Regions from separate parts of the Sus scrofa genome. Here all the other regions are linked to region 1. A link is a contact called in public HiChIP or PLAC-seq data. All regions are on one chromosome and are shown on one strand. The core of a region is the stretch at or near the end of the contact, and the rest is flanking DNA. Distances in the headings are between cores, read along the strand shown.

Region 1 (3,059 bases), core at 469-2,968:
CGGCTTGCCTTCTGCACCAGCAGCACTTGCCTTCTGTTGGTTCTGGCCTGCATGTGCCCACACACCGCTCCAGGGAAGCAGTGGTCCCATCAACCCAACCGTACAGGAGGAAAGGGAGGTAGTTACCCTGGGTCGACACTCCTTGGCAAGCCTGGCTTTGGAGGTCAGTTTCGGTGGGAGTGCTGGCTTTCTCCTCCAGGGGGCGGCCTTCAGCAGCCCCGTCTTCGGGGGTCCCCCCGACCTTGCCATCATCGAGAAATGGGCCAGGCTGCCAGGCCCTCTCCTCTGCTGGCTTGGGGGAAGACATTTGCTCGAGCATAGGGGCCAGACAAACATCTGAACTCTCTGCTCCCTTTGCCTGCTGCTCGTAGCAACCTGAACCCTCCAGTGAGAGGCCTGTCTCGCATTCAGCTGGCTTCCGCTCAGCATCCAGATTTAGGCCAGGCATTTCCACGTCCATGTCACTGGGGCAGCTCGTGGAAGCAGAAGGTGGTTCTTTGGGCGACTTGAGGCTGATTTCCGTTGCCCCGTTACCTATGGTCTTGACCCCCTCCTTGGTGAAATCTTGGGCTAAGTCCAGCTCTAAGGTGGTTGTCACACAGGGACAAATTTCTGGACAGATTTTGTCCTTCTGGTCAATGGGTACAATTTCTTCCAGTTCTGGGATGTCCGGTTCCATGATAAAATCTTCTTCCTCCCCGACCTCGTCCACCGTCACCAGCTCCTCCATGTTTGTGGGGTACCAGCTCTCCCCCTCTGCCTCACTTCCGCTCTCTGAGTCTTGCTCCTGAATGAAGATGCAGAATGGAGGTCAGAGGGAGGCTGAGGAGTAGATCTTGGTGTTTAAGCAGAAGAGGGCGCAAACCTTGACCAGAGGACCCCCTTAACCCAGAAAGGTGCTCAGCCATCTTATTTCTACCTGGGAACATTTATCAATTAATTAGGAGCTGTAAACCATTCAAGTCTCTCATCACTGATTCATCCCTAGGATGAGGCTCAAAGCAGCACAAGATCTGGCTCTTAATGTGTAATCCTCTAAGTGGCACAAAAAAATTCTACTCCCGGTATATAATAGGTGCTCAATAAATAGTTTTTGAATGAGTGAAAGATTAAGTGATAAAACCCATTTACATCAACTTGCTGGAGCTATTGCCCTGCCTGTAGGGCATCACTACATGTAACTGCAGCAAAGTCCCTAAGAATTCCCCAAACACCCTCTCTCAGCAAGGGCACAACCCTCTGTGGCCATGGCTCACACTTGGCCCCTCCCAAAACTTTCCCCTTGTGTCCCCAGCAGCCCAGGGACCCAGCAGCCAGATTTAGGAGATCAGTTCCCTGCCAGCGATACTCATCTCTCCGCCCCTCCTGACCGGAAAGGCACGAAGCTGGCCACGTTCCAAGAACATTTCTTTTTGCTGTGGCAGCCCCAGCTTTGTAACTGGGTTTTTTCATTTTAATCAAGTAAAATAATCTTTACGAGCCCAGGAGACGTTTTCTTAATCCCAGGGTCTGGGCCTGCTGAGGTCAGAGCCCCAGCCTGAGTACCCAAAGGCGCCCTCTTCCTCCTCCAGCCCCTCCCAAGGGGCCTGCCTATTTGGGAAGCCTGGCTCTGAAGCCTGAGTCTTTTTTGGGCACATGTTTTCTCTTACGAGCACAGCCAAGTTACTAGGGACTGAGGTAGAGCCCAGGAATGTGCTAAAGATTTCCTCAGTAAAGACTGTAAAGAGTCCAGGCAAAGCCGCTCCTCCAGGAAGTGCAGGCTTCATTCATGGACCTGCTGGTGGGATCTCAGACATGTTCCACGCAGCGACCGGCAGGATGGGGACCTGGTCGAGTCCCGGGAAGCCTGTAACTCGGAGCCTTATGGCTGTTGTGCCAATGTGGCTATACTGCCAGCACCTAGGACAAATTTTACCTTCCTTGTCCTTGTGTTCTCTGCATCAGAGGACTCTGTTTCTTTCTCCTGCCTGCCCACTGATGAGGGGCTCTCTTCCATGCTGTCCTGTTCCTCTTTTCCAGCCTTAGCAAAAGAACAGAACAAACCAATCACCAGTGAGCAGTGGCAGAGAAAAGAGGGCACACCAAGGGGAAAAGAATGCTACTGAGCACAGCTAACGCTGTTGGTTGCTTTTCACACCCATCACTTCCTTCATCCTCACAAAACCCAGAGGAGGCAGGTGCTGTTATCATCTGCATTGCACAGATGGGGAAACTGAGGCTCTAGGAGGTTAAGTAACTCGCTCAAGGTCACACAGACAAATGGAGGCACAGAAATGTCTTCACAGCTGGCCTGAAGGCTTTAGGGAGACAGAAATCCCCAGCAAACTGGGTACTTTTCACAGCTGTGAAACCTGTAGACAGGAATGGCGAGTAAAGGGGCCAAGCAGGAACTGACCCTGGCAGGTTAAAAACCATCAAGGTGACACCTCCCCAGTAGATCCCTCTTGGTCATAAAAAAGAAAAATCACATCCAGGCCACTGATGTGTAGGAAGGGCGTTGTCACCCAGTGTCTCTCTTTTGCCTTATCTCTGCCCTTGATCCAAACTAGCAATCCCTTCCCTTCTTCCTTCCTCCTATTCCCTCCCTCAAATTAAGACCCTTAGTGCTCATGTCTGGGAAACTGAACACTGAAAGCAGGTGTCTGGTTTGAGAATGAGGGTCTCTGACCAGCCTTTAAAACACGGGTCAGCCAACCACAGTCCTCAAGCCAAATCTGATCCACTGCCTCTTTTCGTGCAATCTGTGAACTAACAATGCTTTTCACATCTCTATGTGGTGGCATGTTAATGATTATATAAGTTCTACACAATAGCCTTAATTTTGCCTCTTGGCCTATATAGCCTAGAAAGTTTGCTAACTCCCATTTTAGAAGTTTGAGGAGGATATTCTCCCGTGACGTAAACTCTGGCCACCAAATCATTGACTATTCCCAGGCGTTCTTGGAAGCAAGCTGCAGTTTCTCCACATTTCTGGCTCAAAGCAAACCACTCTCACTCTGATTTCTTATGACCAGACACACCCCTCTTTGCTGACACAAAGCCAGCCAGGGCAGGAGCTC
Region 2 (2,772 bases), core at 133-2,632, 140 kb after region 1:
ACATTAACAGTTTATCTCTTAATCCTTGACTGGTTAGAAGTGTGAAAATTCAATGAGCTATGCACGTATGATCTGGCCACTTTTCTGTGTGTATGTTAAATGTTAACAGGGCTTTTTTTTTTTTTTTCCAAAAACAGCAATCACAGAATTAAATTTAAAGTCACAAAATGTCAACATTGCCCAGAAATCTCTCACTGAAGATACATAGTCCCATTTCCTGCATCCCACAGCTCCAGAGTGGTGAAGTGGGCTGCCCAAAGTCACACAGCAATGGAGTGGGAGAGCTAAGACTCCCAAATCGCTCCTAGTGCAGGATTCTTTCTGTTATGCAAAAAATATGAGATTTTAGTTTCAAACATTTGTCCTACAATGTGTTACTAATTAACTGAGGTAACTTGTAATATCATCGCATTGGAGTTAATACCAAAACATTTTTTGCTCATTTAGATTTATTTTTTCCCATGAAATTACCGAACTGATGTCTGGATCAGATATCCCTGGCTAATTTGGTGTAACTATGCTTCTTTCTAATAATGTGTAAAACCATCAATGACCATAAACATGATTTAAGTGTTTTGTCACTTCATCCAACTTAATCATTTGACTATAAATATATCATGGATGACAAATCACATTGATTGGGCTCTTCAGTTAAAAAAAAAAAAGGCTCTAGTTAACTCTGACAGTTTAAGGGTGGAAAGGAAGCACCATTTGGGGGCCTTTGATTTATATACTTTTAATATCTTGCTACTTTCACAGTTGGTACCATATGACTCAGCTTTTCCTTCAGTGCATATGCAATCTTGCTGTTGATAATTTACAATCTTGCTGTATGCAACTGACCTGGGACAGTCCTAGAAAAAGTTAGTCCTAGAAAAAGCATGGAGCTTGTACTAAGGACATAATGTAATGATTTCTTCCCCTGGAAAAAAAAAATCAATGATTTAGAAAGACACATAGATGCAGAAAATGCCAAACGCCAGGCATCTGTAAAAAGCTAGTTTTCTCAAATCGAATTATGATTTCCATGAAAAAAAACCACAGTCAAATCAGAGGTTTTCAGCTGGGCTTCAGCCTGTGAACCCCTGACACCAATGCTAAATAGTGTGTGTGTGTGTGTGTGTCTGTGGTGTGTGTGTTTGTTTCTGGAAAGGAGGCCCATACATCAGAGTCTCAAAGGGAGCCGTGACCCTAAATAAAGGAGGGGTGAAGGGAAGGCTCACTAGTTACTATAAACAGCGGAAAGCCAGTCTGGGCAGGAGACCCCTAGTTTCTATTGCAGGTTTTACAAAATATCTAAAGAGCTTGACAACTATAGCTCTGTGTCATGGACCCTTTAATAGCCCTGGGAGGTGGCAGGCAGGCCTGATGTTTTACAGATGAGTAAAGATCTTTGATTTAACTCCATGGCTAATAAATGTGGATACAAGGCTACAGGAATTCAGACAGCATCCAAACCAACCCCCATAAAGGCCAAATGCACATTTACATTAAAGTGCAGTGGAGGATTTAAAAGTGATCCCGGAGTTCCCGCTGTGGCACAACAAGATTGTTGGCCTTTTGGGAATGCTGGAATGCAGACTGGATCCCTGGCCCAGCACAGTGGGTTAAGGAACTGGCATCACTGCAGCTGCAGCTTAGGTCGAAACTGCCGCTCAGGGATCTGAGCGCTGGCCCAGGAGCTCCATATGCTGTGGGGCGGCCAAAAATGAAATGAGTAAGTAAGTAAGTAAGTAAATAAATAAATAAATAAATAAATAAATAAAAGTGTTCCCATCATATCAGCCTGCACCATTGTTTTTAAAACAAAATCTTATGTTATGTAAAAGTATTCTAAAAATGCCATTTTTAGTGCATGAGTTTTCATTTATGTTTTACACAGCATGCAAAAAAAAAAAAAAAAAAAAAAAAAGCCCTGCCTTTTTCATCACTTTCATCCCACCTCTATCCCCTCTCCCCACTACCCAAAGCTACCTCAAATCCAATCTTTTCCATTTTCCTTCCAGCCATTCCCTTTCCAGGCACTAAATCCGCCAGTGGTAGAAACATCTCTCTCTGGTTTAGAATAAACCAGAAGGGGGATGTCTTTTCCTGCCCACCCTCCCGGAGGGCTCCCCTCACGTCTTCACTCTCACCGTGGATGACTGGAGACTTGCTAACCAAAATAGAAAAGAAAGATACATTCCATCACCCCTTACTATCTAGGTGTTCAAATGCCAGTGCTATCATCCAGCTACCCTATGACCATTCTGCACACGGACACAGCTGTCAACAGAAGAACAGAAAACAAGAAAGTCCCTGCGAGTTTGACCTGACAGAAGACAGGTTTGTCACCAGACTCCAAGTCGAAAATAGATCACCCACCGCTCAGAAGGGCACAAGGCACTTTTCCACTCTTATCTCAGCCGCCTCGGGCAGTTACGTGAAATGCACTGAGCGCTTGATGGAATGAAATGTACAATCAGCGATATGCTTTTGAAATAACTTCTCTTTGACAGGCCCGCCAAGGACAAGAGGACAATGAATCCATAAGGTCGCATGCAAAAGTGCTGAGCTTCCACTGTTATCCCAAACCCCAGAAAGGCCAGGAGTGGCCCACACAACATCTTTCCCAAACCTGCTGATCCAATCACCTCATTTTAAAAAGAGCAGACCTAGTCTGTACTTCATCACAGACTGAGAGGCAGATCCAGAAACCCGCGCTAGAGAGTCTGTGAATCTATTCACTTCCCAAGATTCACAGATGTCACCATAAGTCTACTGTCTCCCTCA
Region 3 (3,059 bases), core at 481-2,980, 160 kb after region 1:
TGAGCCTAAAAGTGCTGTAATTTAATCCAAAATTTTACTGAAAAGATCATTAAAGCACACAAATTGTGTGCTGAACTGCAAACAAAAAAAACCCATAAGAGATTTTTTTCTGACAGATAATCGTGGCCTATGAATACATCATATTTCATTGATTGCTCTGAACAGAAAATGCAAAAAAATATATGGAAGGACCTCATTGTTCAAATATCTTTCCCAGTCCCTGAAAGCAAAATGACCACACACTCACCCACAACACACCACACACACACACACACCAAACTCCCCTCTCAGACTCTGGAAACATTTTCAAAGTTCTCTAGCCATAAACAATCTCACCATCATCAGATTAGCAAAAGTAACTGGAATTTTAAATTAATCTTCCGCTTATCCTCAATAATGGCTTTGCTGCCATACCAAAAAAAAAAAAAAAAAAAAAAAAAAAAAGAAGAAGACGACGACGAAGAAGAAAAAGGAAATTTTTCCTCTGCTTAAAAATGATGCCTTCAAAGGGGTTCAGGACACAGGAGTGGAATACATATTCATGTAAAAGAGCATAGAGTAATGACACAACTTGAACAAACTGTCAATGTTTTTTTTCCCATAAAATCACCATTAAAAAAAATAATAACTTTTCCAAAGAACAAAACGAGGGCCAGAATCCATTATGAAAAAACAGGCTTTTTTTTTTTTTTTCCCCAAAAAAAAGGTCCACAGAGAACTGGCCTAGGAAGAAGTTCAAAAAAAGAGCCTTTGGAGTTCCCGTTGTGGCGCAGTGGGAACGAATCCAACTAGGAACCATTAGGTTGCGGGGTTGATCCCTGTCCTTGCTCAGTGGGTTAAGGATCTGGCTTTGCCATGAGCTGTGGTGCAGGTCACAGATGCAGCTCGGATCCCGAATTGCTGTGGCTGTGGTATAGGCTGGCAGCTGTAGCTCCAATTAGATCCCTAGCCTGGGAACCTTCATATGCCGCGGGTGCAGCCCTAAAATAGACAAAAGACCAAAAAAAGAGCCTTTGTCAGTCCCTGCCTTCAAGTGAAACTTTAGGCCAAAGGAATCTTAAGAGTTAGGATCAACTCTGCCCTCTGCCCTCCCCTCCCTTTCCAGTCCTCAAAGAGCAGACATTAAAAAGATTTCAAAGAGGGAATTTAAGAGGGTTTCTGAAAGTTTTCCCTAACACTCTCATCACTCATCAGGAACTCTGGACAGGAATGACACTTGTTAAGTTTTTTTCCCCCTCTGCCTCTCTCCACCTGTCGTCCCAAGTCTCCGAGGTATGCCAAGGCTCTTCGCACTTTTTGCTTGAATGACAGTGTCCCTCCTTCCACCCAAGTGGAAGCTTCTAAATTGGAGGCCCTAGAAAAATATATACCAATTAGGGGCTACGTGATATCTAAGCAGCACAGAACAGCCATAGGTTGGCTGGTGGATTGTTTCCCTTTGTTTCATTTATTTGTTTTTCAATATAATGACTAGCTCCACCTTAACCTTCCAGAATAACCTTCTATGGAGTTGGGATGAGCAAAAGCAGGCAAACTCAGATAGCCTGGGATAAGAGAGGTGTCCCTAACTTCCCTCTGGGCCTCCTACTGTAGGTAGATCCAGCCACAGCTCAGAAATTCCTAGCGGGATGCTTGGCATAAGTAAGTAATTGAGTTAAGGGAGATCTAAAGAAAGACTTCACGTTCACATTCATATGCTAAACTCGGTTAAAAATAGGCTCAAGTAGGGCCTGACTTCACTTTTAATTTTAGCCTGGTGATGAACATGCCCTAAAGACAGAAAGTCACCAGGCATTTTACTGAGGGCAGCGATCTTCATATTTTTATAAAAAGGAAATGCAGCATGTTCTATTAATAAAAGTGCTGTAGCCTTGGTTAAATCTGGACAGTTCGTAAATCAGGGCTCCCTCTGGCTGAGCCTCCCTAGGCCAGCAGCTCCCTCACACCCAGGCCCCCCGCAAGTGGGCAGGTCATATGCAATGGGGGAAAGTGAGCCAGACACCCAGGGATCAGAGGCCACAGTAGATCAAAGCCACAGGTATGGCTCCTGGACCCTTCCCAGGTGACCAAGTGACTCAACCAAGAGTCCTACAACCAACAGCCCTCCCCTCGTTTCTCACTTGAATGTCACAACACAGGGCTCCATCCTGGCAATGAGGATCTTTTCAGGAGCCCTTTAAGAGTTCCTGGCGAATGCTCTTGGTTGTAGGAGGTACACAGGATAGATCAGAGAGAAAATGTGGTGCTTCCTTCAGAAAGGACAAGCAATGTCACCTTTTCCTTCCAGTCTCAAAGATGGAGAAGTTAAAACTGGCCTCCAGCTATCCAGCTAGATTTTTCTATGGACCCATCTAAGAGGGGTCTTCTCCAGCTGCCCATGTAACAAAATCAAATGTGACCCATAGAGCACTGAGCCTCCTCACCCAGGCGAAAAGGGTCATTCCAAACTTGAGCAAGGCTGCCCCAGGTCCTGGAGAAAGTGCAAGAGCTGGGCCAGGGGTGAGGGTCCAGGTCACAAGGCATTTCCAAACACATAATCCCCAGTCCATCTTAGGGATTCTTAGGATCTTGGTGAGCTGTGCTTCTGCTCTCTTTTCGAAGTAAACATCTGAGGCCTTACCAACCCACATGATCCTCCCAACAACCAGATGAGGTTGGCTGAAGAAACTGAGGCACAGAACAGTAAGGTCACATAGCTAGGAAGGGATGGGCCATGCTTTAACCAGGTCTCTCTCAACCCCAACCCTGGGTGGTACAACAGAAAAGGCCCAACAAAGTCCAGGTGGAAGGTACGCAGTCTTTTTCCACCTTCTTGCCTTGCACTCAGGGTGATTCCCTCCCTCAAAGGAAGACAATTCTGATGTTTTGGTTCTGATTTTATTTTTGGTCCTTGTTTTTGCTTTTGCCTCATTTTTCCATGTTTATATTACGACCACTTGTAAAACCCTATAAACCCTCACTGTAAACAATGCCATAAACGGGCATAATATACAGGGGAAAATGGAAAAGCCTTGAGCTTTGCGGCCAGACAGAAATGAGTTCACACCCCAGCCTTTCTT

What was found. HiChIP or PLAC-seq counts read pairs in DNA pulled down with a chosen protein or histone mark.
Region 2: a contact with region 1 is called in an H3K27ac HiChIP or PLAC-seq map of skeletal muscle. The contact joins two enhancer-like sites. A contact is called at or near these places in 2 of 47 Hi-C or Micro-C datasets (both in skeletal muscle) and 1 of 2 datasets of contacts at active chromatin or transcription factors (skeletal muscle).
Region 3: a contact with region 1 is called in an H3K27ac HiChIP or PLAC-seq map of skeletal muscle. The contact joins two enhancer-like sites. A contact is called at or near these places in 2 of 47 Hi-C or Micro-C datasets (both in skeletal muscle) and 1 of 2 datasets of contacts at active chromatin or transcription factors (skeletal muscle).

What each region holds. Positions count from the first base shown.
Region 1 is chr14:121,250,365-121,253,423 of Sscrofa11.1, reverse strand. It overlaps RBM20 (RNA-binding protein 20), which reads right to left. Exons shown (of 20, transcript XM_021073215.1): 16 at 1,916-2,020; 17 at 127-787. Among named protein-coding and RNA genes, the nearest start is that of PDCD4, 20 kb to the left of the region's middle. Within about 2 kb of position 1,718, at least 30 of the 83 cell types and tissues checked have an H3K27ac peak or open chromatin away from gene starts, as enhancers often do. A contact at or near this core is called in skeletal muscle, where this site is marked.
Region 2 is chr14:121,105,926-121,108,697 of Sscrofa11.1, reverse strand. The region is part of intron 1 of RBM20 (RNA-binding protein 20); the gene reads right to left. Among named protein-coding and RNA genes, the nearest start is that of RBM20, 48 kb to the right of the region's middle. Within about 2 kb of position 1,382, at least 2 of the 83 cell types and tissues checked have an H3K27ac peak or open chromatin away from gene starts, as enhancers often do. A contact at or near this core is called in skeletal muscle, where this site is marked.
Region 3 is chr14:121,088,397-121,091,455 of Sscrofa11.1, reverse strand. All of the region lies in intron 1 of RBM20 (RNA-binding protein 20), which reads right to left. Among named protein-coding and RNA genes, the nearest start is that of RBM20, 31 kb to the right of the region's middle. Within about 2 kb of position 1,730, at least 6 of the 83 cell types and tissues checked have an H3K27ac peak or open chromatin away from gene starts, as enhancers often do. A contact at or near this core is called in skeletal muscle, where this site is marked.